Linked DNA regions of Mus musculus: all the other regions are linked to region 7. The links are chromatin contacts, called in public Hi-C, HiCAR-type and HiChIP or PLAC-seq maps. All regions are on one chromosome and are shown on one strand. Each heading gives the region's core, a stretch centred on a gene start, on an enhancer-like site or on the middle of the called end of the contact. The rest is flanking DNA. Distances are from core to core; before and after follow the strand shown. Region 1 has its middle 190 kb from the start of Gm39461. Region 2 has its middle 120 kb from the start of Gm39461. Region 3 has its middle 210 kb from the start of BC006965. Region 4 has its middle 170 kb from the start of BC006965. Region 5 has its middle 82 kb from the start of Gm39461. Region 6 overlaps Gm39461 (a long non-coding RNA gene). Region 7 overlaps 2610035D17Rik (RIKEN cDNA 2610035D17 gene).

The links. A called contact is a pair of places that touch in the nucleus more often than the background predicts. HiCAR-type assays count read pairs that join an accessible place to other places. HiChIP or PLAC-seq counts read pairs in DNA pulled down with a chosen protein or histone mark.
Region 1: a contact with region 7 is called in a Hi-C map of the N1E-115 cell line, with 9 times the contacts expected there. The contact joins two enhancer-like sites. A contact is called at or near these places in 2 of 484 Hi-C or Micro-C datasets (the N1E-115 cell line and trophoblast stem cells) and 1 of 9 other capture datasets (embryonic stem cells).
Region 2: a contact with region 7 is called in a Hi-C map of the N1E-115 cell line, with 9 times the contacts expected there. The contact joins two enhancer-like sites. A contact is called at or near these places in 1 of 484 Hi-C or Micro-C datasets (the N1E-115 cell line), 2 of 115 datasets of contacts at active chromatin or transcription factors (bone marrow-derived macrophages and craniofacial prominence) and 1 of 9 other capture datasets (embryonic stem cells).
Region 3: a contact with region 7 is called in a HiCAR-type map of astrocytes, with 3 times the contacts expected there. The contact joins two enhancer-like sites. A contact is called at or near these places in 1 of 15 datasets of contacts at CTCF or cohesin (embryonic stem cells), 4 of 484 Hi-C or Micro-C datasets (embryonic stem cells, neural progenitor cells and stem cell-derived primordial germ cell-like cells), 4 of 115 datasets of contacts at active chromatin or transcription factors (astrocytes, embryonic stem cells and stem cell-derived neural progenitor cells) and 1 of 9 other capture datasets (embryonic stem cells).
Region 4: a contact with region 7 is called in a Hi-C map of the N1E-115 cell line, with 4 times the contacts expected there. The contact joins two enhancer-like sites. A contact is called at or near these places in 1 of 15 datasets of contacts at CTCF or cohesin (embryonic stem cells), 6 of 484 Hi-C or Micro-C datasets (the N1E-115 cell line, cortical neurons, cranial neural crest and 3 more) and 1 of 9 other capture datasets (embryonic stem cells).
Region 5: a Hi-C map of the C2C12 cell line shows a contact between it and region 7, with 12 times the contacts expected there. The contact joins two enhancer-like sites. A contact is called at or near these places in 4 of 484 Hi-C or Micro-C datasets (the C2C12 cell line, cortical neurons and stem cell-derived neural stem cells) and 1 of 115 datasets of contacts at active chromatin or transcription factors (embryonic midbrain).
Region 6: a contact with region 7 is called in a FOXA1 HiChIP or PLAC-seq map of pancreatic cancer cells. The contact joins two enhancer-like sites. A contact is called at or near these places in 1 of 15 datasets of contacts at CTCF or cohesin (the NIH/3T3 cell line), 3 of 484 Hi-C or Micro-C datasets (3T3-L1-derived adipocytes, muscle stem cells and pancreatic cancer cells), 4 of 115 datasets of contacts at active chromatin or transcription factors (embryonic limb bud, forebrain, neural tube and 1 more) and 1 of 9 other capture datasets (embryonic stem cells).

What each region holds. Positions count from the first base shown.
Region 1 is chr11:112,343,755-112,347,741 of GRCm38.p6, forward strand. No RefSeq gene overlaps it. Among named protein-coding and RNA genes, the nearest start is that of Gm39461, 190 kb to the left of the region's middle. Within about 2 kb of position 2,532, at least 19 of the 459 cell types and tissues checked have an H3K27ac peak or open chromatin away from gene starts, as enhancers often do. A contact at or near this core is called in the N1E-115 cell line, where this site is marked.
Region 2 is chr11:112,271,456-112,275,185 of GRCm38.p6, forward strand. No RefSeq gene overlaps it. Among named protein-coding and RNA genes, the nearest start is that of Gm39461, 120 kb to the left of the region's middle. Within about 2 kb of position 1,821, at least 1 of the 459 cell types and tissues checked has an H3K27ac peak or open chromatin away from gene starts, as enhancers often do. A contact at or near this core is called in the N1E-115 cell line, where this site is marked.
Region 3 is chr11:112,500,354-112,504,024 of GRCm38.p6, forward strand. No RefSeq gene overlaps it. Among named protein-coding and RNA genes, the nearest start is that of BC006965, 210 kb to the right of the region's middle. Within about 2 kb of position 1,663, at least 61 of the 459 cell types and tissues checked have an H3K27ac peak or open chromatin away from gene starts, as enhancers often do. A contact at or near this core is called in astrocytes and neural progenitor cells, where this site is marked.
Region 4 is chr11:112,541,442-112,545,567 of GRCm38.p6, forward strand. No RefSeq gene overlaps it. Among named protein-coding and RNA genes, the nearest start is that of BC006965, 170 kb to the right of the region's middle. Within about 2 kb of position 2,355, at least 6 of the 459 cell types and tissues checked have an H3K27ac peak or open chromatin away from gene starts, as enhancers often do. A contact at or near this core is called in the N1E-115 cell line, where this site is marked.
Region 5 is chr11:112,237,263-112,240,879 of GRCm38.p6, forward strand. No RefSeq gene overlaps it. Among named protein-coding and RNA genes, the nearest start is that of Gm39461, 82 kb to the left of the region's middle. Within about 2 kb of position 2,184, at least 11 of the 459 cell types and tissues checked have an H3K27ac peak or open chromatin away from gene starts, as enhancers often do. A contact at or near this core is called in the C2C12 cell line, where this site is marked.
Region 6 is chr11:112,171,748-112,175,435 of GRCm38.p6, forward strand. Gm39461 (a long non-coding RNA gene) reads left to right here. Exons shown (of 3, transcript XR_880297.2): 2 at 1,000-1,191; 3 at 3,017-3,194. Among named protein-coding and RNA genes, the nearest start is that of Gm39461, 16 kb to the left of the region's middle. Within about 2 kb of position 2,119, at least 25 of the 459 cell types and tissues checked have an H3K27ac peak or open chromatin away from gene starts, as enhancers often do. A contact at or near this core is called in pancreatic cancer cells, where this site is marked.
Region 7 is chr11:113,163,465-113,167,385 of GRCm38.p6, forward strand. The region is part of intron 1 of 2610035D17Rik (RIKEN cDNA 2610035D17 gene); the gene reads right to left. The region is part of intron 1 of LOC115487747 (a long non-coding RNA gene); the gene reads right to left. Among named protein-coding and RNA genes, the nearest start is that of Gm39467, 31 kb to the left of the region's middle. Within about 2 kb of position 1,852, at least 86 of the 459 cell types and tissues checked have an H3K27ac peak or open chromatin away from gene starts, as enhancers often do. A contact at or near this core is called in the C2C12 cell line, the N1E-115 cell line, astrocytes and 2 more, where this site is marked.

The DNA.
Region 1 (3,987 bases), core at 1,282-3,781, 820 kb before region 7:
GTTCATGGTTCTTTTGTTTAAGACTTCACCTGCAGAATGGCTGGGCAAGGAGTATCTTATTTCCCTTTCGCAGATACTCTTTGACCCCAGCCCAGAAAAGTGTAGGCGGGATGCTATGTGTGCTACACAGTGCATCTTAGTAGCCATCCTGGAACATCTACTCCTGAGTGTCAGTCCCATGGAGCCAACCAACATTGCAAGACTCTATAACCTGAAAATATGAGCAGGACAGGTCTTCTACTGCCAAGGTTGCTGTAAGTACTCCTGGGGCACAGGTTGTTGCCCTCCCACTGGCTTGTGTGTCTTAGCTAGGCCACTAGGATGCTTTGGTTTTTCAATTTTTTTCTTCTAAGGCTGGTCTCCTGGGTTCCGACTCCTAGGTTACCACACAGACAAAAGCTGGCCTGGCTACTGAAATCTCGGCCTCTGTTCCAGGATTCTTCAAGTCCTTGAACCAATGCTAAAGGGGGGCAAATGATCTCAGGGCCAACTTGGGCTGGGCCCTGAGGTACTGGTAAGAAAGCTGAGTTGACACTGACTGTCTGTGTCTTACAGAGTGGACCCTGAGGTTCAGTTTCAGGTAGAGATTAATCTCTACAACTTGTACTCTGCTGTCTCAAAGACAAAAGCAAGGAAACAAACAAACAGGTATGAAACTGCTTGAACTTTTCTGTTGTTGAATGAGTGAAAAAAATTACAGGTCAAAATTCTGGCACTCAATGTGGAGGCTTTTGAGATATGACCAGTCTATTAGGATGGAGTTTTTATGAATGAAATTAGTCCCCATATAAAAAAGGACCTAAGACAACAGTGTGCTATGAGAGGCATATATATATATATATATATATATATATATATATATATATATATGCGCTTAACTGCTGAGCCATCTCTCCATCTTCCTCATATGTTAACCTTGATACCTGCCTCTCTACCCTGGCACCCTACTGCAAAAGTACAGCAACACCCTAACTTTGCATCTTTTTAGTAAATCTTTGCACTTAAGATGGGTCTGTGTGCTCTAACACTTCCATTTCAGGAATGGCCTGTTTTCACAAAGTAACTAAACACTTCAAGAAAATGCCTTCCCCATGCACAGGGCCTTCACAGGGCCTCCCGGGATGGCCACTAGAAAAGAGTTTTCAGGTAGATGATTCTGTTCCATCTGGGGCTTTCCATAACAGCTCTTCAAATCTATAGAATATGGTCTAAAAAACTGTGAACAAAGGCAGGTATTTGTGGAATGACAGAAACAGGAAGAAAGACCAAATTGGAGAGAGACATTAACTGTGTCCCCAGTGATGAGTGACTTCCAGAGGCCTAATCTGGGGTGACATCAAAGTGTCCCCATGTGCTTTTGAAGGAGACTGTTTCTACTGGCCCAGATATATTTTGAAATGTTAGACTTAAAGATAACAGCTATCCTCCCCCTCACTGGTGACGAATTACAACAAAAGGGAGAACAATTAAACAGCCTCGGAACTTGTGGTTTGCAGGGTTAGCAGGCAGGATTTCTTTCTGGGTGGCATTACTGCAGAATTCACAACGAAACAACAAAGGCTTGCAGAACCACGTGACTGGCCCATCAGGATGTTTGAAGTCAAGTTCAGTTAGAATGCAAAGCCATCTGAAGAGGGTGCTGTCTTTCTGGGACTTCAGTCTTTTTCTCTGATAAGCAACATTCCTCTGACCCACTTCTCTTTAGACGCGACTTTAACTGTAGGCAAGAACAGGTCAATACATGTCTTCACCAGTTAGTGGCTATTATGTTTGATTATTTGTACAAGTTAAAGACAGTCCTTTAGGCATTGCTAGAATGGTAAGATGGGACAGCTTGAAATGCTTTTCTGCTGGGCAGTTTGGTGGCTTATGAGCAGTTGATATCTGATGAAAAGCTTTCCAGGAAAATGTCAAAAGGAGACAATAACCATAGGAATCCCAGGAAGATGAGTATCTGGGGACAGAGACTTCTAAGCAGCATCCAAATGTGTTATCTTCACTCTCGTTGGTAACTTGAGCCCTCTTCAAAGCTCTTCTTAGTGGATAACCCCAGGAGAAACCATTATCGGAGAGGGGGAGTTAATTAGAGTGAGTTATTAGAATGGTCTGTCTCCTTTAAATGGACTGCAGCTGCTGAGTCACGGTGTAAACATGACATTGGGCCACTCTGCTTCTGTGGCTCCTTGGAATTGGATAGCCTGACTTTTAAAGTCTGATATCATAAGATGAAAAATTAAAATAAAATAAAATTATAACTCATAGCAAACACCAGAGTACAGTTTTCTCGTCCCATGCAGAGTCAGCATATAGGTGGCTGTGTGGTTAAATGTTAACATTTTGGTGCCTAACCCATGTTTTCAGTGTATTATTTATCAAAGGAAATATTCTCCTCCTCTAAAGTGGCCATTGTTCCTAGGCAAATGTTTTAGCCGCATGGATAATAACTATACTATTTGGAGTCACACTGCTCAGTGCCATCGCTGCAAAAAGGGAGATTTGGTCTGAAGGTCACAATATAATAAAACCATTTTTCCTCATTGCTGCTGAAAGAATTTTAAAGGGAGCAGGTGCAGGGCTTGAGAGGGAGGCTGAGGTGTATAAAGGACCTCCTCTTCGCTCCTTTGGCTTTTCTTTCCTCAAAACATTCTTTGACATATCACTATTAAACAGTTTGAAGATACATATATGCCTGGCCCTAGACAAACAAAGACACACTGATTATTTAAAAAAAAAAAAGACACAGACAGGTTATTAAAGAGAGAGAGAGAGAGAGAGAGAGAGAGAGAGAGAGAGAGAGAGCCGGGTTCTCTTTCCCTCTGCCTCTGTGTGCACACGTCTGGAAATGAAGAGTCATCCCAAGGTTAAAGAAGTAAAGAGTTGTCTGCTTGCCCTAGGCATCTCTGGCTGATGAACTGTATAAGCCCAGCTGCAGTTTTCCCAATGGCACCTTTCTTATCAGAACGTCACCATAAACACTCCCATGACTAAGTGCCCCAGCCTGCCCAGGCAACCTTCGTCTGGCACCAATCATTCCATAAAACGAGCCCATGAGGACTATAACAGGCCAGGTGTCTACGAGTTCCAATGCCCAAGCACCTGAAAGCCTGCAACCACCTCTCCATTCCAGTTTCCTGTCTCGGCTCAAGGACTGACAGTGAAAAGAACCTGAGGTACTACAGCTCAGTCCTGACCGAACTTGGGTTGGATGAAACATTCTTCCGTGAAACATTGCTGATTTCAGGGTAGTCAGCAAACGCTGTGGGTGGACAAAGAAGAATGAGCAGCTGAGGAAGTCTGAAAGTAACTCAGCAAATACCAGCGATGTACCTTGCAGAGCCAGGGAGCTCCTGGTCATCAACAAGATTGTTTGACTCCTAAATCTTTCTTTCTATTTAATGGCTAGGAAAGAGGCTGTTGGTACCCAGATCTACTCAGCTGTCTAAAAGGGTTTGATGATGTTGAAGGGAAAGTGACAGTTCCAGTCCAAAATATTTCCGGTTGGATTCATGATATGGCCTGGAATTTCAAGACACCAATATAGTTTGCAGAATCCAAAGCGTCTGCTGAGTGAAAAACTAGAGAAAGGGTTCTTACAGAGGCCGTGGTTATACACCGATGTGAAGGCAGTAAATATCACTGAATCATAACGCTTTAAAAATAACTAAATCTATGTTCTTACTCTCAAATTCTAGAGAAGGAATTTGCTGAGGAATTAAAACACAAATCTTTTGGGAACAATTATCAAATTAATTCTTTTCTCTCTCAAGTATTCCTGCCCCACACATGCATTTAATAACAACCAAGCACTGAAATGAAGGGCTTAGAAAAGTAGGATATATATATATATATACCCATACTCTTACATTCTCAATGGATTGATACTCAGAATTTCTATCCCTTTTGTTATTTTCTCTGATCAACTCAGCAGGGTTGATTGGGTTGTTTTAAAGCTTGAGTTATTGTTATTTTATGTTATTTTATGTTACT
Region 2 (3,730 bases), core at 571-3,070, 890 kb before region 7:
AACATACATATCAAATGACAAGGCAGATCAGATCTTCTGGTGTCATTCCTTTGCAGTTATTTGTTGTTGTTGTTGTTGTTGTTGGTGGTGGTGGTGGTGGTGGTGGTTGTGTGTGTATGTGTATGTGCGTGTTTAGAGAGGGTCTCTAGCACATGCTGACCTCTAGTTAAATACGGAGCCAAGGATGACTGAATTTTCGATCATCCTGCCTCTACCTCTGTACTGCTAGTATTACAGATGTGTGCCACCTGCCTGGTTTATATACGGGTTAGGGATCAGAGCCAGGCTTTCTGTGTGCAAGACAAACATTCTCCCAGTTGAGCTACATCTCCGGGCCCAACTGATGTTTGTTTTAAGGTTCTTTTATTTTATACTACTGTAAGACCTGAAATTGAATGGGTACTTCCCCAATCCTAAGTTTATATTGCCAAGAATTTTGTCAAGGCTGAAAACTGCTCTGTGTTCCATCTGGGAATAAACATATTTACCTTCATCCCATTTTTTTTCCAGGAAAGATCATATTGGTCTCTTGGGGTGAGTATCACTTTTGTGGCTCAGTGTTAGCTTCACATTAGTTACCACTTGATACCCGAGAGGACAGGAGTGGCGTGACCACCTCTTCAGACAGCTAGTTGGCACCTCCCCTCTGTCAAAGAAGACCAGGGCCATTTCTCTACGGCCGAGCCTCCAGTGTAACAGGAACATCCAAAGATTTCTCTGCAATTATTCTTCTTTCCTGGAACATGGAAGCATATTGGGCAAATGCTGACATGAGAGGTAAGTTGTGAAATATGAAGAGGCTCTGGAAAGGGGTTAGTTCTAAGGTCTTCCCAATTTAAGTCATTGGGTTATCCAAATTCAGGGGGAAATGTATATTACATTTCACTTATAATCTTCATTTCCTGTCTGACCTGGAATGCACCTCAGTGTTCTTGCTAACCTGCCCCTGGAGAAACTTAATGTCCATTCCAGACCAAAAAGATGGAGGACTGTTGCATGTCTTAGCCTATAACTAGTAAGATGGTGGCTTTGCCTGACTAGGCAATGATTTCTGCAGTTTGATGGGACAGGAAGTGCAGCCCAGTCTCCGTGGAGAGGATGTAGGGATGAGTTCTCGGTCTGGGGGCATAATGGATCACATCCCAAGTTCACAGTATCCTAATCCCCTCCAACCCAATAGCTTTAAATGTTCAGTAAATTAGGCTCCGATGTGATTGGTCACTTCATAAGTGGCCTTCTTGGGGGAAATTTGCCAGGACAACTGTTGAGTGATGTCTCAATTTATGGCCCATGGGGACAAAGCATCTCTGGTAATGCCATTAAGTGGAGAAAGACGAGTGCAAATGTACCATTTTCTCCTCTCGGTGGTAACTTTTAAATGTTTTTAAAATATTTTCAGTCCCATCGTCACAGCATTACTGCCATCCGTGCAGGAAGAGGTGAGAGTGCCAGAGGAAGAAAAGGCAAACACTTGTGTGGACTTCCTCCAATTTCTCCACTTTCACCGTGCAAGATACTTTACTTTCCCCATTGCAATTGCATGGCAAAAAATAACAATCTGAACTCAGAATCTGGGTTTGTCAGTAAGGGCTGTTAAAGATTTAATTAAGACCTAATACAACTCCCTCAATGACTAATAACACTGACTGTCTGAACAGGTCACTAGGCAGAGCTACCAATGACAACTTAGAAAGCATTGACTTGACTGTTACCTCTGTTTTTATTGAAGGCCAAGAGCTTCTCCGCGGGGCACTCGAGGGCACAAAATAAGGAAGGCTGGGTGGTTTTCAAGAAATATTAAATTGTTAAGAGTAGGAGCGCGTGCCTCTTCTGACCCCTTTCCCTTCATCTTGGCTCTTGAGTCTATTCCTCACTAGTGCACTAGAACTAAGAAACAGGCCACAGCTCTGGAGAGGATGGGGGTGTCTAAAAATAGACTAGGCTGGCTCATTCAACAATATCCTAAAGGTTATGGGTTTTGTCACAGACAAAAACAAGCCTCTCATTTCCTCCCAGGTCAAAACAAAATGAATTTTGCCAAAGCATCTGCAGATTAATCGGAGAAGAGCGCTGGCTTCCTTGGACTCCACCCTGTCTAGACATTGCAATCCCAGAGTTCCTCTGGTCACTTTCCATCCTTGCTTAAGGAAGCCATAAATCACAAATGCCCCGTGCAGGCAATGCACATCTTAGGGATAGAAGGGCCCTGGCTTATGGCTTCCAAGGTCTTCAGTTCTAATAAAAGTGGATGTATCCTTCTTCTTCTTATCCCTTATATCAACCCTGCTTCTCTTTCCTCTGTGAGAAGCCATAAAGCCTGCCAGTGAATCTTACCATGTTTTGAATCTTAATTAATAGGGAAAGTGATGCAAATGTCTATATAAAGATCAAGCATTGCCATACCTACTTAATAGTAATAGTAAGTGGATTTGGTGGTGCTGGAAAAATCAAGCTTAGGGTCCTACTCATGCTGCCAAGCACTCTGACACTGAGCTAGCCCCCTGATACATATAATAATATTACTTTAAAACTGCATCAATTAAGTTTACCTCCTCAGTTTTAGTGTGGCTCTGAAGTCAGGATAGTTATACTTTGATAAACCTCAGAGAAAAATGTGTATCGACAATAAGTTCAAGAGGAATGGAATAGTTTATCTGTGTCTCTGGCCTGGCTCATCCCTTGGTATGGTATTCTAAAGGAGATATAAAGATACATTCACAGCCAGTATCTACTTTGTTTCATTGTGTATGTGATGTGAAGGGAACGGAGAGTTCACAGCTTAATTCACTTAGCACTCATATTTGTTAGTCATGAAAATACACAATCATTAACGTTGAACTGGGCTCATGACCTCACCAGAAACAAACACAAAGCATATCAGAGTAGAATTTACGTGTTCCTTGTTTGACTCAGTCTCCAGCAATAGCAACAGGTTTGTAACATGTACAATAAAATAAACAAAGAGGAATCAGAGCCTGACATAGACACCAGAAGCTTCCCTGAATAGAATGAAAGAAGAAATGGCACTTAGAGTCCAACCTGAGAGGGCTGAATGTGCGTCAAGGATAAGAATATATCCCACCTGCAAATATCATTCCAGGTCATCGCTGATCTTCGTTCTTGTTATACAGGTCTTATTTGTTTTGGATTATGCAAATAGGTATGTTTGTATATTTCTCATTAGAGCCTTAATTCTTGCATGTGATGGATGGGACATACATTGTTACCCTACATGCAACTGATGCAGATGATTGCTCCAAAATCTCACTGTCAGCATGAAGGTCATGTCTGGACGCTTAGGAGATAATTGACAGGTGGTTTTTTTTTTTTTTTCTTTTTCTTCTTTTTTTTCTATTGCTGTGACAAAAACACAATGACCAAGACAACTCATAGAAGAAAGAGTTTATTTGGGCTTATGGTTCTAGAGGGATAAGAATCTATCATACCGGCTAATTGTAGCAGCGGCAGGCATGAAGCCAAGAACAGGAAGCTGAGAGTTCACATTTTGAACAGAAAAACAGGAAGCAGAGAAAGTGACTGAGAAGTGATAGGGCTCCTTAAACTCTCAAAGGCCACCTCCAGTGATATGCGTTCTCCACAAAAGCTATGCCCCTAAACCTCCTAAAAGAGCTTCACCAACAGGGGGCCTAGTGTTTAAATACATGAGCCTACAGAGGACATTCTCGTTCAAACCACCATACTGTCCAAGATGTACAGTGCTCTATTTGAA
Region 3 (3,671 bases), core at 413-2,912, 660 kb before region 7:
CTTGTGGCACCTGTAGATGGTAGAACTTCATTAGAAGTGAGTCTTGGATGGGAAGAAGGAAGGGTTACAGAATGGACTACCCTCCACGTCTTTGTTCAGATGTTAAACAGTCACCCTGATGATTCCTGCCTCTAAGGATAAACCCCAGACATCATGTCTTCCTACCAAGAAATGAGTACAGTTCAAATTAGATCTTCTTCCACTACAGTGTTATGTCATCCCAGCAATGACATAAGCAATTAATATGGAAGCCTAGTGAGAAGGGGGACGCTGTGATGTAAGGCAACGGCATACCTGTGGTATTCAGAAAACACATAAAGAAAACAAAGGGCCCCTCAACACTGGCCTTGCAAACTGATTCCCCTAGAACAATATTGAGCTGTGATCTCTGACTCTCTAAACTGCACACCTGACGGTTACAGCCGTGCTAAGAATTCCTTTCTGGGAACACCATCTTCTATCAAAAACTTCAGAAGTTATCTGTAACTTCCTTGAGAGTCAAGTCATAAAGAGTACACATGGCAGACCACAGGGCAGGTGCTGCTGGGAAAGGAAGAAGTCAGAGACCGGAGTCCCACTCTCAGAGTAGCTGGCTCTTCCACCCTGCCCTTCTGCCCTGCTATACATACCCACCCAAGCTAGCACCACACTCAGTCCAATCAGAATGTGGCTGCCCCCTGCGAGCCCCACTAAGCTGTAACCACACTGGAGAGACTCCTGCTTAGAATGATGAACCTTTCTAGACCCCTTAGATCAACAGCACACTCATAGGCTGGAGTGAGAATGGGGGCCCAGCTAATGCTGACTTCCTCAGTTGTAGCTGTCCACAGAACTCAGGAGAAGGAAAGGACATCGAGGGCAGTGAATCAAAAGGTCCAAACTCAGTTTTCAGGCTATTGCTCAGTGGCTGAGTTCACACCTAACATAAGCAAATCCCTAGATTTAATCCCCAAGGAGACCACCATCACCAAAACAAAACAGCAAGAACATCACATCCAAAGGCAAGTTAGCCTGCTAGACTATCAACTCCATGCCTCCTTTCTGTGGTAGTCAGATGGGAAACTATTAGAAACTAAGCCAGTCGCTACTGATTATAATTTTAACGACCACTGAGAAAAAAAAAATAACTCAAAAGATGATCACGGGTTTTTTTTATTGGTATCAATAGGATCAGAAACTATTTAAAGAAATAAAAACAACACTGCCAATAAAGTCCTAACCAGGGTTCTAGAATGCTTGGAAAGACTTTTATCAGGAACCTTGAGGAATGGTTGGAGCTCAGGAGTGGGGCAAAGAAATCACAGACTCTGGGGTTTGTTTCTTTTCAAAAACAAAAAACAAAAAGAAAGAAACTAACAAACCAGGACATTGGTGATGCAGAGCTGTAATACCCTGCAATATTCTATTTTCAAAACAAGACCGAATCAACTCCAGCTCCCTAAGGGAATCTCTACTTCCCATCCTTGGGGCTGCCTCAGGAGGCCTGGCATTTCCTCCTTAGGGGGAAGAGCAGGCTATACAACAATCGAGCTGTGGCTGGGAGCGGAGAGTGCCGGTTAATTAAGGCTGGATCTTTTATTCTCCCAGCAATTCAGCTCAGCTTGAATGAGCCCCAGAGCCCAGTCTGTGGTGGGAATAGCTCTCTGGGCAGTGAGAGAATCCAGGCTCTGGGGCTGACTCATCAACATGACAATAGCCCCCAGGATGCACTTGGTCTGATGTAAGGACAAGGGTTAGGGAGGAGGGGATGAAAGCCTGCAAGCCCAGAGTGCCCACCGCTGACTGAGGCTACTCTGGTGCACGGAATTTCTTCCCTCTTTCTTTCTTTTATAAGAGATGTTTGCTAATTGGTAGAGCTCAGAAAACAATATACCATTAAGAATCTCTTTCCTTCTTCCCCCTCATCTCCTCCCTCCCTTTTTAAAACTCCCCTCCCTTCCCCCACAACCTACTTTTGTTCCAGGGGTTTGGATGAAGTCTTTTTGTTTTGTTTTTTTCTCTTTAGCATGAAACTTACAAGCAGAAAGTAAATAAAGAAGAGTGTGACAGTTGGATTTTTCTGTCTAAGGGTTTTCAAAACTTATATTCCCTTTTAAGAATCTTGGTCCTGCTACATCTAATTCATAGGGTCACCTTACATGCAGACCCCGAAACAAAAGTGCATGGGATGCACTGATAGGAAACGTTTTGGAGAAGTGAATCCTGGAAATTAGTCTGATCTGGTCATTTTTCCCTTCCTCATTTATTTTTTTAAATCACAAGAACCTATTTAAAGTGAGAGCAATAGATTCATTTCAGTTAATGGGATATTGATCAAATTGGAAACCCAGAGAGGTAATTCTGATTGAGTCCAGGGATAAATGGGTGCTGGCAGGCTTTGCCAGCACCCCAGAAAGTGATGGGGGAAACCTTGTCCTCTCCTACCCTGCCTATGTCCCAATTTGTTCATCTGCCCAAGGATAGGAAGGAACAGAGAGACTTTGAGGTGGATCATAATTTTAATAATTCTATGACAGCACAAGATGCCTGTCTTCTACCTTTAAAATGTAATGTTTAAATGTAATGTTTTAGAGCGATAGTTCTCAACCTACCTTAATGCTACAACCCTTTAATACAGTTCCTCATGCTATAACGACCCTCCCAGATTATTTTCTTGCTACTTCATAATATAACTTTGCTACTGTTGTGAATTATAATAATATCTGAAATGCAGGGTATCTGAAATGTGCCCCCGCCCCCGAAGGGGTCACAACCCACAGGTTGAGAATCGATGCTCTAGAGGAAGAATTCTGAATGATTTTCCTCAGTGATATATGTACTGAACCACAGCTCCAAACACACGGGCTACCACTGGCTCATACACACTGCATCCTAAGAGTCTCTGGAGGGGCACACCACAAACACACACACACACACACACACACACACACACACACACACACACAGGATCTGGAGGAGGAAGGGGAGGAAGGGAGAGGAGGAGGAGGAGGAAGAGGAGGAGGAGGAGGAGAAGGGAACTCAAGAATGCTGACCCACTCTACTCTCTGACTCCAAGATTCCCTCAGTCTGCCTCTTTAAAACCAGTGGACAGACTTGTAAAAGGCTGAAAACATTTCAGGTGAGTCCTGAAATAGGTTCTGGATGTTGCTCTGACCATACCTAAGACTCCACTCTTCATCCCTAAGCTTTACTCTGTACACTAGTCATTGATTCTTGCCAGCTCCAGGGCTTCCTACCACACTCTGTAGAGCCAAGCACAGTGCCTTTACATGCTATTGAACAAAAGACAAAACAGCTCTGGAGAGTGCCAAAGTGGCACTTTCCCCCAGAATGGAAGAATGGAATGGGCATATTCCTTCAGGAGTTGCTGCTTACATAGGAAAGCACACTGAGGAGGGGTGGGGTGCATGTTTGAACATTCTCAGTTAAAGGTCGGAGTTCACGTCAGACACATTTTTTGTAATATTTATTTTTTGAATTTTTAACACAACTACATTATTTCCCCCTTTCCTCCTTCCAATCTCTCTCTCTCTCTCTCTCTCTCTCTCTTTCTCCATGGCCTCTTGTTTTTAGTGATTCTTATATATTCCTGTATATATAAATTCAGCCTGTTCACTCCATACAATGCTACTCATATTCATATGATTTGGAAACTGACCAGTTGGTGTTGG
Region 4 (4,126 bases), core at 1,105-3,604, 620 kb before region 7:
ATTTAGCCATCTATATTTCATGTCTAATTCAAAGTTTTGACAAGCTATGAAAGCATTACATTGAAGACCACAGTCAAGAAAGCTACTATCTTTGCCTTTTGTTTTGCATTACAGGGAGGAGAAAGAGGAGAGAAATGAAGGGTCTCTGTGGTGTGTGTGTGTGTGTGTGTGTGTGTGTGTGTGTGTGTGTGTGTGTGTGTGTATACATGTGTGTGCATCCCTCTGTATAGTCCTCTGTGCATGGAAGCCAAGATCAAAGTTGGGTGTTTTTCTCAATTGCTCTTTACCTCATTTTTGTGATAGAGTCTCTCTCTGACTGTAGCTCACCAGTTTGGCTAGAAAGCCTGGCCAGCACCTCCCAGGCATCTTCTCTTTACCTCCCCACTACTGAGATGACAGGTGCATATGCTCCAAGACCTGGCCTTTTCACGGGGTTGATGGGAAACTCAACTCAGGCCCTCATGCTTGTTTCTGATGGAGCTATCTCCGAGCTCCTGCACAAACATTTCTGAGTCCTACCTTTTCCTAGCATTCAGCTTCCTTGGTTCCAATGCACCCAGCAGCTTGGGATCACTAGAAAACAAACCACCTAACAACAAACAAACAAACAAGCAAAGCAAATAGATCTGAAATGAAAATAGCATTTCAAAGTGATGCCCTCTGTTCAGCGGGTCTCTGTACTTAAAGCTGGAGAACACCCAGTCTGCCTTACTAATTCTGACAGAATCATAACTCTGAGTAGCAGCAATGCAAGAGCAGGTTTTAGACCAGGAAGTGAGAGAGGCTAGCCCAGTCCCTTCTGCCTTTCTGCTAGAAATACTAAGGGAAGCCTTGATGCCTTATTATATGGGATTTTCCCTCTTACTCCATCCTCCCTATCAGTAGCATAAACTCTGATTGGGTTTTTGGTCTTTAGCTGAACACCCAAAAGTTTGAACTTCTGAATTTATTTTAGATAATCAAAATAAGGAGACATAAAACCTTTGTTGGATATGCTAGAGCGTCTTGTGGAAGGGGAAGCAATTACCAGATGCAATTGACAGTTTGGCTGACTTTAGAGCTCTCCTCTGATTCTGGCCATGCACTCCTATGTAGAGAACAAATGGATGATTTGAAAATGCTGCTTTGGACCGCTGGACCCCGAGAATCAACAGATGACAGAAATGAAAAAAAGCACACACCCTTTTGCTTCCTTTCTTTCTTTTTTCTTTCTTTTTTCCCCCTTGTCTCTCCAGATCTTGTCAAAGGATGATTGACACATGCACACAGCCCTTGAAACACCAGCCACTGCCTGAGGCACTTCCTATAATCAAAGCCCACGCCCACCCAGAGCTAATTAGACATTAGATTAGTGTCAACTGATTGATTTAAAACAGCCATCCCTCCGCCCCAACTCCCTCATCTCCAAGCACCAAGAAGATGGGGCTGGTACCCACGATGGTTCTCTACAACAGACAAGACAAATTATTCATGGAACTTTCAGGCAGAAAACCTGGAGACAATGCAGGTCGGCTAGAAATAACCCAGGAGAACTTGCCTGGGAAGAAAGCTCGACAGGGTGTGTTTGAGAAGAGAGTGGGGGTGGTTCAGGGGTGGGGGGTGGGGGGTGGCTGGTATGGGGAGGATGAGAATGGATCTTTTCTGAGATAAATGAAACCCCTTGGTCCAATTTGTTGAGTTAAGTTAGAGTGTTTGTGATGTTTGAAAGAAAATTATTTGCAATTTAGCCTAGCAGAATTCTGAGTACATTTGGCGACAATTTAGATAGCATTTTTCAAAGTCTTTCCTTTCTTTTTTTGCTCTCTGTCTTTCTCTCTCTCTCTCTCTCTCTCTCTCTCTCTCTCTCTCTCTCTCTCTCTCTCTCTCTCTCTCTCTCTCTCAATATATTAGCCGGGAACATTCAACGTTGTCTTAATGGATTACGCAGACAGGCTCAAGGAGAAAATTAAAAATGAAGTCGTTACAGCTGCTGCAACTGATATTGGGCAGAGAGAAGTAAGTACAGGCTTTTCTCTTCTCACAGGGGAAGGGAGAGTCCTCCAAGCTCTTGTGGAGGTCAGACATGCATTCCTACTGAACAGGAGGCAAGATTTTTTCCCCCATTCACTAGCAACGAACAGCAGGGCTCAGAGGCTGGCTCTGCTGAGGAGCCTGTAGTCACTGGGTTTCAAGGAAAATGTGGACTCTTTCCCAGAAGAGACCACCAGAGTGGGGGGAGGGGGCCAGCCAGGGGCCAAGTTCAGACTTTTCATTCTCAGATTAAAAGCCTTTTCCATTTGTCAGGCAGTTACTACTGTACTCTTGGGTCGGGCCTGATCCAACACAAACAGACCTCTGGAGTTATGTCTGCGCAACGGCTCCTCAAGAAGTGCCGTAAGTATAGTATAACAGTCTAAGAAGGATAGCCCTCGCCAAAAGCACTCCATAGCCTTCCGCCACGGTTTGAATGCAAAAATGTTCTCCACATGTTCCTGTGTTTTAGCATTCAGACTCCAGCTGGTAGTGCTGTTTATGAAATCTTTGGCACATGGGCCCCTCCCTGGGAGCCATAGGTCACTTGGGGTGGCCCATCAAAGTGATACCCAGGCTCTGTTTCTGGTCCTATCTTTGAATCTTGGTCTACCATGATGTGAACAAGCTCCAAGCTCCCAATACCATGCTATCCCTTACCACCATTATAGCCTGTGTTCCCTGAAACCTTGAGCCAAGATAAACCCATCTTCTCTTATGTTATCTTTGTAAGATTCTTTCTCAGAGAAACAAACAAACAAACAAAAGCAAACAAAAAAGTCGCTAAGGGTGTTCTCTTAAAGCCCAAGGTTTGATGTGGATGGAATGATTTCATGAATATCAGTCTGACAGGGAGACAATATGAGCTAGGAGAAATTCCTCTGAACTTGTTTCTGAAGGACATCCCAGAGAGAATTAACTGAGAAGAGCCACCCTAAATATAAGCAGTACCATCCTTCTGGATGCAATATGCCCACTTACCACACATGCCTGCTGCCATAACTGCTTTTCCGCAATGGTCTGGACCTTCAGGTTGTGAGCCCAGACAAACCTTTCCTAGAGTTTCCTTTTTTCCTGGCATTTTGTCATAGCAATGAAAAATAGTAAGTACCATAGTGGATGGAAGACAGCCATACTGGTTACTTTCCTGTTGATATGACTAACTTTATAGGACAACTATGACCAACGTTATAGAAGAAGGAATTTATTTTGCCTTATTCCTCCTTATTATTACTTATTCAGAGAGTGAGAGAGAGATAAGGAGAAAGAGACAGAGAGAGATTCTATAGTCACAGAACTTCTTAGTTAGGTTTTTCTACTGCTGTGATGAAGCATCAGGATCAAAGCCTCTTGGGAGGAGAGAGTATATTTGGCTTACAGATTCTGTGACGCTGTCCATCATAGGAAAACATCAGGACAAGAACTCTAGGCAGGAACCTGGAGGTCCGGGAGGAATGCTGCTTACCAGCTTCCGAAGTTTAATTTTTGTTTACTGTCCAGGGTCACTTGCCCAGGGGTGGCACCACCTATATCAATTATTAGTTAAAGAAAAGTCCCCACATGTTTGCCAAGAGGCCAGTCTGATGAGGGCATTTCCCGGTCGAGGTTCCCTTCTCCCAAATGACTGCAATTTGTGTTGAGTTGACAAACACCAGCCAGCACCCAGTGGGGAGCAAAAACAATAAGCCAGGGGAAGGAAGATGAGAGATCACATGATGAGAGATCACATCTCAACTGTGTCCCAAAAGGGGACAGAGCAAGCTGGAAGAGAGATGAAGCTACAAACCCTCGAAGCCACCCTCATGGTGTACTTTATCCACAAGTCTCCCTCTCTTAAAAGCTCTGTAATCCGCCCCCCCCCAAACAGTGTTGTCAACTAGGAACTAAGGGTTCAAATACATGAGCCTATGAAGGAAATTTCTCATCCAAACCACAAAAGGGTGATTCATGGTTTAGGGGAAGAGACAGACGATAAGAAGGACAATTAGTAGCCAGTCAGTAGAACTAGTATCCTAAGGCATGATGTGTATAGAGCTCTTTATAGCTTTCAAGGTTGTCTGTTTTGTCTCACTGGCTTCCTAGAAAATGGGCAGGGCATTTGATACCTTACCCAATA
Region 5 (3,617 bases), core at 934-3,433, 930 kb before region 7:
AGAGAGAGAGAGAGAGAGAGAGAGAGAATGGGGGAGAGCAGAAGAGAAATATTGAAACCACAACAAAATACAAAGAGCAAACAAGCATCTTTCAGCTGGGTCTTAGAGAACTGTTTGTCTTGCCAACTCAATTTGTTGTTTAAGATGCCTTCATCTGTTTAACACCAATAGATAGTCATCAGCATGGTGTTACGTCCTGACACTAACCCCCAACATCACTGAGAATCAACGCCCACATCAAGCCATTTGCATCTTACTCACCTAAAATCCCACCCTCAAAACCCATAGCTTTAAGTACTTGGTCTTCACCTTAGCACTGCTCAGAGGAGTTCCAGTTTGATTCAAGATGCTATGACAAAAGAGTCTGAAATGCTCTGGCCCAAAGCAGCAAAGATGAGGAGAGGAGTTGATTTTCAGTTTCCAGGTCACAGTCATTACTGAGAGGAGTCCAGACAGGAACTTGTGCAGGAATATGAAGCAGAGACCATAGAGGAATGCTGCTTGCTGGGTTTCTGGCTGGTTCATGTTTCGCTAGCTTCCTTACTTAACCCAGGACTATCTACCTAGGCAATGGTGTTGCCCAGTGAGGAGGGCTCTTCTACAGGGAGATATAATACTCATAGGTCCATAATCCGGATACTGCTACCCCATTCTATGTCAAGGGCCACTATGAACTTGAACGCCACAGAAGTAGCAGTCAATATCTGGGTGCTCTTAGTACATACACTTAGACCGTTCCGGAAAATCAAATTATAAAGTGCCTTCATGCTATTATCAAGTGACCTCACAAATCCAGCAGCAGGGAGCAGAAACCATAATTAACATTTTTTTTCTCCTTAGACATTTCCCACGGGCACTAACTAGCATGCTAATTCCATCTTTCTTGAAGATCTCACTCAACAGTTATATAAGATCCAAAGGCTGTAAACTCGCTCTGGTGCTACTTTAAAAAACACATGTGTTAACACAGGAACATGATCAATAGGCTCCAGACTTGGACAGCTTGAATGTAAACCTCCTTTCTCAGATTCTGACTCCTATAATCTGATGAGGAGGTACACCTGACCCAGATTGAAGTAATCCAATTCTCTTATCAATAAGTTCCAAGACAGAAGTTACCACAGCTGGGAATAGAAATGGGATTCTTGCTTGACAAAATGTTTTTAATTTTACATGGAAAGAGCCAGAAATTCTAGCAAGCTGAAAAAAAAAAACAATAGTTAGAGCATATCTTTAAGAGACCCAGGGTGGAGAACGTGTGTGAGTAGAGATTTTAAGAAAATAATTCTATTGTCCATAGTATCCTGAGGCCAACTATTAGGTCTTTTTATGAGCCCTGCTGTGTTTTCACTCTTGGGTCAATGAATACCATTCTACCTTAAAATGATTTTTCTCTACTTGGCTTTCAGGTAAATTTTCTTTTTAGTTACTAGAAACTAAAAGACTTGGTTAAAACAATTTCATTTGACTGTTAGGGAGAATGGAGGCCTTCGTTCTTTTAGTTTTCAATGCACCTGACACAGTACTTGGCACATGGGAGCTCTTTAATACTCTGGCTGTAAGAAACAAATAGAAACGTGGGTGAACTTCGATGGAAGCCCCAGAAACCACACATCCTCTCGAAACTCTGAAGTATGCAGCAATAAAAAGTCGAATAGCGTATGTCCCTGGGCAGATTGAAAAGCTCTCGCCTGACACTTGTTTTAGTCAGTAATCGCTCACTCATTTAATCCATTTGAGAAATAGCTTTAACCACGACACGAATTATTGGTGTGTGTTTCTCTAGGATATGTAGTAAGGTATTAGTGCACCTTGAAACATTTAGGCCTCTTTATCGCTCTCAGATGTTCCAAGTGGCTCGACAAAGGGGAGGGGGGGAGTAAAGTTCAGAAAGGATAAAGTGGAGATTTGTGCTCTCCATCACTGGTAAACCTAACACCTCATCCACCCGAGGGGGCGGGGCCAAGCGCCGTGGACTGTTGTTTCCTGGGGACGTGCATTAAGGAAAGACTAAATTTAGCAAAAGCCAACATCCCTCTTGTAATGTTTTATGATTGTTATAGTATCTGGTAACTTCTGTTTCCCTCTGGCCGTGATGCGAGAGGCTCTCCCTCAGCTCTCTCCTACCCCCCATGACAGCAATCTTCAGCTGTAAAACAGTGAGACCGTCAGCCAGCAATAATTTGCAATCCAAACAGACTTGACGCTCCCTGACATTTATTGAAACCTCAGACCCCGTGCACTGGTTTCAGTTTTCCTCGGTTGCTCTGTTTTTACAGACAGACAAGTGCTTAGATTTAGGTTTAATAATGAGGAGAAATTTCTTCTTGGCCTCCTCTTGCTTGTGTTGGCTGCGCCAGACTTTGCAACAGACGGGTGGTTGGAGTTAATTATGCTAACTGGTGAGAACATTATTTGACCCCACTGGTTCAGCCCCAGAGGCCGGGTGCCTCCTCAACAGACATAGGCAGATGGAATGCTTCAAGGCCTGGGCAGAGGGCAGGAGGCAGGGAGAGAAAGCTCTCTTCTGCTCAAGGGCAAAAGGATCCTTTCTCTCACTCCAAGTGAGTTCAGGACCAAGGGCTCTGATACACAGAAGCCAGTAAGGGGCACAGGAGTGGAAGGTAGGAAGGATTTTCTAAACACCTTCGAGCACAGGAGTGACGCTCTTGGGAGGAAGTGTCATTTGGAGACTGCAATGCCCTTGCTGTTTTGGAGGAAAGAAAAATGGGAAGGCTTCACCATAAATCTGGCCTGACAAACCAAGAAGTAGACGCTTGTTCTGTGTGTTCTTGAGAGATGCTGACAAGAGCCATATTGTAGCTAGCTATGTTAAGGACTGTTGGTGGCTGCAATGGATGATACTCATGTCATGCACATCTTGTCATGACTTTTACTCTACTAATGATCATGACAATGATATCAGCACCCCAGTACCTTGTTGTCCTAGTAATAAATTGTCATTCAGGAGCCTCAGTGAGAAATTTGGCCAATGTATCCTAATGGAAATTCATGTATACATAGTATGTTGGGCACTCTTAACAGAGTTTTGTCTTTTAAATTATACTTCATTCTAAAGAATAACTTGTCAAGGAAGAGAAAATATTAAGCTTTTGAGTTAACTTTGGCACAGTGTCTTCTCTAGAATTGTGCTTTGCTCATGAATACCCACCCATGCAGGTCCAGATCATTGAGAAAGGCTTGGAAATGCCTAGGCATCAATGCTTTATATGGTTTGCCTGACAACACAAACTCTTTATAGAAGCGTTATGCAGCTTCATTCTTTACAAAGCTAGGACAATTGCTTAAAGTTGTGTTGTCAGTTGCTATGGCTGGCCCATGACAATTTACAAAACCCACCAAGATAATAAGAGAAAGAAGAAATAAATACTATTCCAAGCAAGTTTCCCCACTCATTTCTATCAGATTGAATTCTATCAGATTGAACAGCCCTTGCTGTTTTCCATTTCTCTACCCCCTCTATGTGTGTGTGTGTGTGTGTGTGTGTGTGTGTGTGTGTGTGTGTGCTGTGTTCGTATATGTGCATGGGAAAGGCCAGATGTTCATCAATATACTCCAACTTACTTTCTGAGACAAGCTATTTTACTGAACTTGAA
Region 6 (3,688 bases), core at 869-3,368, 990 kb before region 7:
AAAAGAAAACACTAGGATCCAAAAGCCAAAGGGGGTGGCTTGGAGGGTGAATGGAAAACAAAAAGGGAGAGGAAAAGGGAAAATAAGAGACAGTAACAGTGTATGATAATGCAGGATGGATGTTATCAATAACATTATAACGGCATACATCATACTGTATCACTATATACACTACACTGAAAATATTCCCTGTAGTCTGGTACAGCCATCCATGTGTATGCATTATTGCCTTTTAAGATCAGCAAAAGAAAGATAGGCAAATCTGAGGTTGAGTTTCTATGACCCTAAAAGTAAGAATTTCAAGGGGGGAAAGTGACATGTATTTATGTAATCAAACCCTTATTTTATCATCATGAGTAATTTCTGTGTTTGCCACCTGCTTTGGCTCTTCAATATTTAATGGTTCCATAATTTGGACTTGCCTATTTCTTCTTACGTTTTTGTGATCTTTCAAGATAAGTATGAACAGAAAGCTTAACAGCTGCATATGGAAGGAAATAATTAATGAGATTCAGAAAGGTTTAAAGTTGTTCTGTTTTTTATATATTGTTTATGGACACTACAAATACCTATAAATCTTAAAGGGTTTTGAGATGGATTGTTATCTGTATGTATGCATGCATCTCTGTGTGAGTCTATACAATGTGTATGTCAGATCCTATAGAGGATAGAGAAGATCGTTGAATCCCTCAGAACTGGAGTTATAAGAGAAGAGGAGCTGCCAGTTACTGGCACAATAAACCAGATCCAGGGACTCTGAAGAACAGGGGGCACTCTTAACTCAAGGGCTGTTCTCCCCAGCCCCAAGATCCCAGCTTCTTGTTTGTTTGTTTGTTAGGTTGGTTGGTTTTGGGGTTTTGGTTTTATAGAATTTTTGTCCTAAAATACTATATAGTGCTGTTCATGAATGGGCATTATAGGCAATGTCTAGATTATCAGGCCTAATAAATCCTCTCTGGGCATCTGAATGACTATAATTATTGTTTGCCCCATGAATAGACTACTGGAACACATGAAGAGGCAGGTCCTACAGATCCAAAGAGGAGAGATCATCATGGCACAGGGGAACAACAGAAGACCAGAGAGGAGTCCCTGTGAAGATCCAGTACTGATGGTGTAGTGGCCTTGAACCAGACAAGTGACTCATTCATTGCAATGAACATTCACAAGTACAGATGTGTGGACAAAAGGGTATAGTGTGGGACACAAGGGGATTTTTTTTTCTTTTGGTGGGGAGGTTGCAAGAATAGGGGTGGCTACAAGGGGGTGGGGAGATGAGTAGAATTGGGGTGCATGATATGTAATTCACAAAGAATCAATAAAATGTTAAATAAGAAATACTAATTTATTCTATTGTCCTCAGAATGTGTGGATAGTTATACTAGGAGATAATTTAGATTATTCTGGCTTACCATTTTTGCCTGAACTGTGCATAATCTTCACACACAACTTAACATCCGTACCTATTACTCTTGTAGTAAAGATCTAAAGATCAGACATGATAGAAAACTCTCTGAGCCCATTCCAAGGACTCTCGTTCCTAGTACTATTTAATGACACAACCCACCAGAAGTCCAAATCCTCTGATTCATTGAGTTAAAGGTCAGCTACTGTTAGTGGGCTTAGCTCCTATCCTTCCTGCCTGGGATGGGCGGTAAGTGAGTGTGTCACTGTGATGTTCTCGGCTCTCTTTTGAATATCTAGAAGGCTGTATTTTTTCTCTTAGAGATTCAACCTTCCATGTTCTGATTTTTTTTACTCAGTATTTTCCATACACCCTCTCCCTTGGCAGCCTGGAAAGTCATCAATGGTGTGCATGTGAGAGTCTGCTTACACAGGATGCCAACAGATGGCAATATTTTATCATTATTACCCAATACCGAGACCCTTCATCTGTTGACACCGGGAGCCCAAGGAGTCGGCTCTTTGGTGTGACACATGTCACCGAAGTTTCACCCCCCATTAACCGTGCTGTTGTTTGTGATTGTTAAGCTGTGTGCCTCACCGTGTGTCACATTCTTGACTTCTACAAGGGCCCATTACTAAGTGGCATCTGAGCCCTGTGACTCATAGAAGGTACCAGGCTTGGAAAAATAAACACTTGCACATTCGGCAGAGATTAGAGCCACTGGCTGGTAGGGGACTGGATGGCAGTTCATGGAAAAAGCCGTTTCTGTGACTCATCTATCACTGCACTGGAAGAAAGGCAGAGTTACCACCGTGGAGCGATGCACATTGGCAAGCACAAGGCGAACCATCCTGTCTATGGTGAGCAGGGCTTGGTCCGTGGAACGAGAAGATACGAGGCTGATATTCCAAAATATCAAGAAAATTTGTGACCTCAAAAATGAAGATTTCAGAAGAAGATGTTTATAATTGTTTTATCTATTTCCTCAAGATCTGTTCCTTACCTATCTACCTATCTCTTTCTTACCTATCAGTCTATCTTCCTATAGGCATTCTCTCTGCACCTCAAATCACATTCTTTTCTTTGTTCAGTTACTGTTCGTGTCCTCCATCCCTCTGCCTCCTCCCCGTAACCTTCCCATCTTCACCTTTTTTGGTCTTTCCACCTCATCCTCAGTCCAGACTCATTCCCTTCCCAGCATGCCTTGCTGGACTTCGATCCAGGAAAGGCATTCTGCGTCTTCGGGGTTGGCAGCGGGGGAACAGGATGATCTTGCCAATACCACCTACCCAAGGAACTGAATTTACAAAGTGAATCCCCTCCAGCCACCATGGGCTGTAGCCACTGCCAACTTTATAATTGTAAGTCGTCTAATGGTTGAAACTGGCCTGAGACTAAAGAAATTCAGGCAGATCAACGCTCCAGGTTGGGGTTTGGGAACGTTTTAGGGTTTCTTTCTGTACATGCAACTTTGGAGGCTGTATTTCAATTCTTGATCCCCTTTAGCAATTTGGCTCGTTTTCTGTTTGTGCTTCTCTTTTATAACATTTTTTTTTTTTTAAGAAGAGAAATCTGACTTCTTTCTTCTTCTTCTTCTTCTTCTTCCAGGAAGGGAAGAGCAAACGCCGATGCCGAAGCTTCCACTAACCGTCTTCCCCAGACCGTCTACCCTACTCACTAAGGGGTCATGACCACGTAGTCAAACAACCAAGGTCAGGGGGGGTAGAAAACAGATGGGGACCAATGTCTTGCAGATCCCACACCTTCTTTTAAAAATCTGTTTCAAAAAAAATAGGTTTCTGTGAAAGAACATTTCCGAAGGTGCCTTTATAAACACACCGCTTGGGTCCTGGGCCTCTAAAACAGTGTTTTTGTGTAGGGCATTTGCTATCCAACAAGGTTTTATTGAATATCCCTCCCACTTGTTGTTGTTACAATAATCCATGCTGATTATAAACCATGCTCCATAAAATGTCACCAAACACACCCACACCAGGCAGCACCACGGGGCAGACTCAAGCCGGAGCGCCTCGGACCATAAAACGTAGACCGCCAGGAATACGGCTACCATTTATTTCCCTGCAGTGGGCTTTCCCTCTGTCTCTCTCTAGGCAGGTTTTCCTTGTGTTGAAAGGGAACTTCTGGTCAAAAGTCAGCAAGCAAAGTTGTAGAAAGCTTTGATAGTCAGTGAAGTGAATCATGGCTACACATGGCAGCCGCATGCACCAATGGAGCCTCTTGCTGGGCGGACCTCCCTCGAAGAAGAACATCCCCTGGTCA
Region 7 (3,921 bases), core at 602-3,101:
AAGCACTTCTGTAACCAATGGTCTTTTAGGAAACTCCGTCCCGTAGACAAAAACCAACTCAAGATGGATTCCAGAACTCTAATATAGGGAAGAGACTGGCCACCAACTCCATGCTCTTCACACACACCCTGTAACTGAAATGGATGTATTCCATCTTGAAACCTGAACTGTGAGTGTCTGTGAGTTCCTGTCTTGGTAATCAAGAGCTCTGCATGGCTGAAGAGCCACATTCGCACAGAGCTGCTCGGGGCCGTGTGGACACAGCGGACACGCTGGGCTTTCCTGGGCTATCATGGGGGTCCACGTGCTGCAGTGACTGATGGTGGGTCTCCTTTCCGTTCCTGCCTCTCTTTCCGTGGTCTCCTTTCTCTTTTTTGAGAAGCCACACAACTCCTGAGCCTCTGTGAGGCACCAGATAGTACACTTGCAGGTGAGTGAGCCTTAGGATAGCGTAAGAATAAAAGTACAAATTGTCCTTTGCCAGGCGACAGGGGGCCCTCTGGCCCAGGGGAAGCTGGGAGTTAGCCTGCTTGGCTAGGACAGCTTCTCCAGGTTCCTCCTTTCCCACTGCCCTCCCCAGCTGGGGTGGGGTCACAACCTCCCTTAGCCCTGCCTGCCTCTGGACAAGTCTAGCTCAGGCCCCACACTGTGCCTGGCCCTAGGGGCAGGCAGATCTAGGAGGAGCAGCCCAGCCCCCAGCCCCCACCCCCACCCCCACCAGCCGGCTGCATTTGTTCCAGGGGGGCAAGGGTCTGGTGCAGTGACCCCTGGGACTCGCCTCTCAGTCACTGGCCCAGGCAGCTGGGAAAGGCTCTGACCTCCACAGAGACAGAGGGCTTCTGGGAGAGGAGCCCCAGAAGAGAGGCCTGAACTCAGAACCTACTCTGTTTTCCTGAGAACAGTCCTGGTCTTAAATGGAGCTACAAAAAGGAAAGCACTTCCAATCAGGAGCTTAGCTCTTCATTTGGCTTTCCCTGTAAGAGACAATCTTATCACCTTCTTCCAAACGCCCCCCGCCCCCCTCCCCCCCCCCCAAACCATAGCTTCAGTGAGACCCGGGTGACCCAAACCCCTGCCTCTGCGTACAGAAACCCCAAAGAAGGACGTGCTTTTAAAACAACATCTACAAACAAGCTTGTGAGGAAACCCCTTGGCTCCGCAGTGAGTGGGTGTGCACTGAAAACGGAATGAATGAAGTGACCCTGCTCAGGGGTGGAAGGGGTACACATTTGTGCAACCAGAATAGACCTCGGAGAGAACTATTTCTAAGGCAAACTCACGGAGGCTCTTTGTTTTCGGTCGCCCCTTGAAGGGTTTGACACAGAATGACTGCAAAGCTCATCTAGGAAAGAGTTTCCAATCTCTCCTCCTTCCTCCTCTTCTTCCCCCGCCCCCCCCTTCTCCTCCTTCTCCTCCTCCTCTTCCTCTTCTTCCTCCTCTTCCTACCCTTCTTCCATTCTGTGTTTAGCTAGCTTTCTCTCCTAAGTACAAACTCTAGACAAGAGTTCAGACTAGCTATCACTTCTGCCCCAAAGACAGTGATCACCACCAGGTCAGGATGCAGATGGCTCTAAACCGTTCTTTAGCACACTAGGGCGTCTGACCCGCTGCTGGGGAAGCTGCAGGAACACACAGCACAGAACACAATACCAACACCCCAAACTTCCTTCGCTGCAGGAGAAACTAGCTCTGAGCTCTGCATTTGTGCTCAAGCAGAACGGGCAGGCGTCAGGCGCTGCGCCCCACCAGCAGCCAGGGCACAGTCGGGCGCCTGGATGACCACTGCAGCTCAGCCAGGGGCCCGGAGGAGAAAGCAGGCACACGGTGGAGCCACAGCGCCATCAAGTGGTCAGTTTGCGAATGGTCGCGAGACGCATGCCCTGAGCTCAGGGACAATGTCCAGGGTTCCCAGTGTCAACTGTCCCTGGAGAAAACAGGGCTGCCAAGCCTTCATTCCAGGACGTGGGGCAGGAGCCTACAGCCGGACACCATCTGTCAAGGCATGCGACACCCTCCAGGGCTGACCTGGAATCTGCCCTGGAGGATGTTCGGAGACCCTGTTCCAACTCTGAGAGAGGTCATAACCCAGGCACCGCCCTCTCCTCTAGCAATGTGCTCAGAGCCTACAGGTTTCTCAAGAGCTATGGGGCAGAGAGGGCACCACCTGAGTAGCAGGCCTATCAGCCTGCCTGAATTATGCAGGGATGGGGCAACAGAGAGACAGCAAGGCAGCTGCGAGTCCAGGCTGTGGGAAGGAATGGAGCCTCCGAGTGGGAGTTGCCGCCTGCAGCCCTGACAGGCCATGGCTTTAACACTCCCTTCTGGAACTCAGCATTTAATTCCAAGTGCCTCCTGGGACAGATCTGGTCCTTGGAGTCAAATTACAGTCCAAGAAGGACTCAAAACACAAAAATAAAAACACATACTTTGCAAATAGAGGAGTGTTCCAGACCAGTGTATATCTGAAGACCTAATTATATTATTTTCCTGCACATTTATAACTATGATAGAATTTAGTATGAAAAGCAAATTAAGAGATTATCAATAACTATTAAACAACCAGAATAATTATAACAATACACTGGGGGGGGGGTGTTAAAAAAATCACTCAATATTTACAAATTCTTTATTTCTGAAATTTTCTACTTAATATATTCTGATACCGTTTCCAGCAGAAAATAGAGTTGCAGACATGAGAGGGGGCAGTGCTGTGTAAAGGCGGACAGAACAGTGGGGCGCCCTCTGTCCTAGTGCTGGCTCTGCACATGCAATCTCTGTCCTAGTGCTGGCTCCACTGCACACAGGACCTTGTTCAGCTTTCACCACAACCTTAGGAGATGGGTTCTTTTTATGATCTTTTTCTATAGGAAAGGCAGAACCCAGAAATGAAACACCCTACCCCTAGCTGCCCATTGGAGAGGGACAAAGCCAGGCCTGGATTCCAACACTGGCTTCCTGCCTCCAGACGCCATCCTCCCTCCCTCCCTCCCTCCCTCCCTCCCTCCCTCCTTTCTCTCCCTCCAGGGGGAACAAGGTTTTATCAGACAGAGATGTGCACATTTTTCAAGAGGGAGGGGCATCTTTGCAGACAGAGCTGGCTAGAAATGCCTAGCTAGGTTTGGGCATGAGAGATTGTGCAGGTGAGGGGCTGAGGCCTTCAGGGTGGACCCTGCCCTTTCTAGCTTCACTCCCACACCAATCTTAGGCCTCCCTCCCGGAAGCACCTTCTGCATGGGCCCCTCCCTGCTCTGGCTTCTGCAATTGACTTCCAGGCCAGCGTGCCCAGCTCGCCCTTGGAGCTGCCAGGACTCAAGGTTATTCAATGACACCCCAACTGCCAGATACAAAGAAACTGTTCTCAACCCTCCCTCCCCTGGAGGCTCATAGCTCTGACATTCCCACTTGCAGAAACACACTTGCATGCTTGTGCGAGTGTATACATGTGTTGGGGGGGGGGCGTGTGTGCCTGCGTGTGTGCCTGCGTGTGTGGAGGACAGAAGTCCACTTTGGGCATTTTCTTCTGCTGATCTCTGCCTTGGTTCTTGAGATAAGGGTCTCTTAGTAAACCAGCAGGCTCACCGATTTTCCTAGGCTGGCTGGCCAGTGAGCTCGTTGTGTGTGTGTGTGTGTGTGTGTGTGTGTGTGTGTGTGTGTGTGTGTGATGTGTCCAGTCTCTGCCTCCCCAGTGCTGGTATTACAGCAGCCAAGAGCATAACCCTGCCTTGCCTGGCTTTTAAGCAGATCTTAGGGCTCTGGCTGGGTCCTCCTGCCTCCAGAGCCAACACTTTACCCACCGAGCCATCTCCCAGAAACAGCTGTTCTCGGAAGCCTCGGAACACAGCGACATAACATTTCCTTGTCTCCTTCTCACTTTTGTGGATGCTCTATGCTCACAAGTCACCTGCTTCATAAACTGCCAGT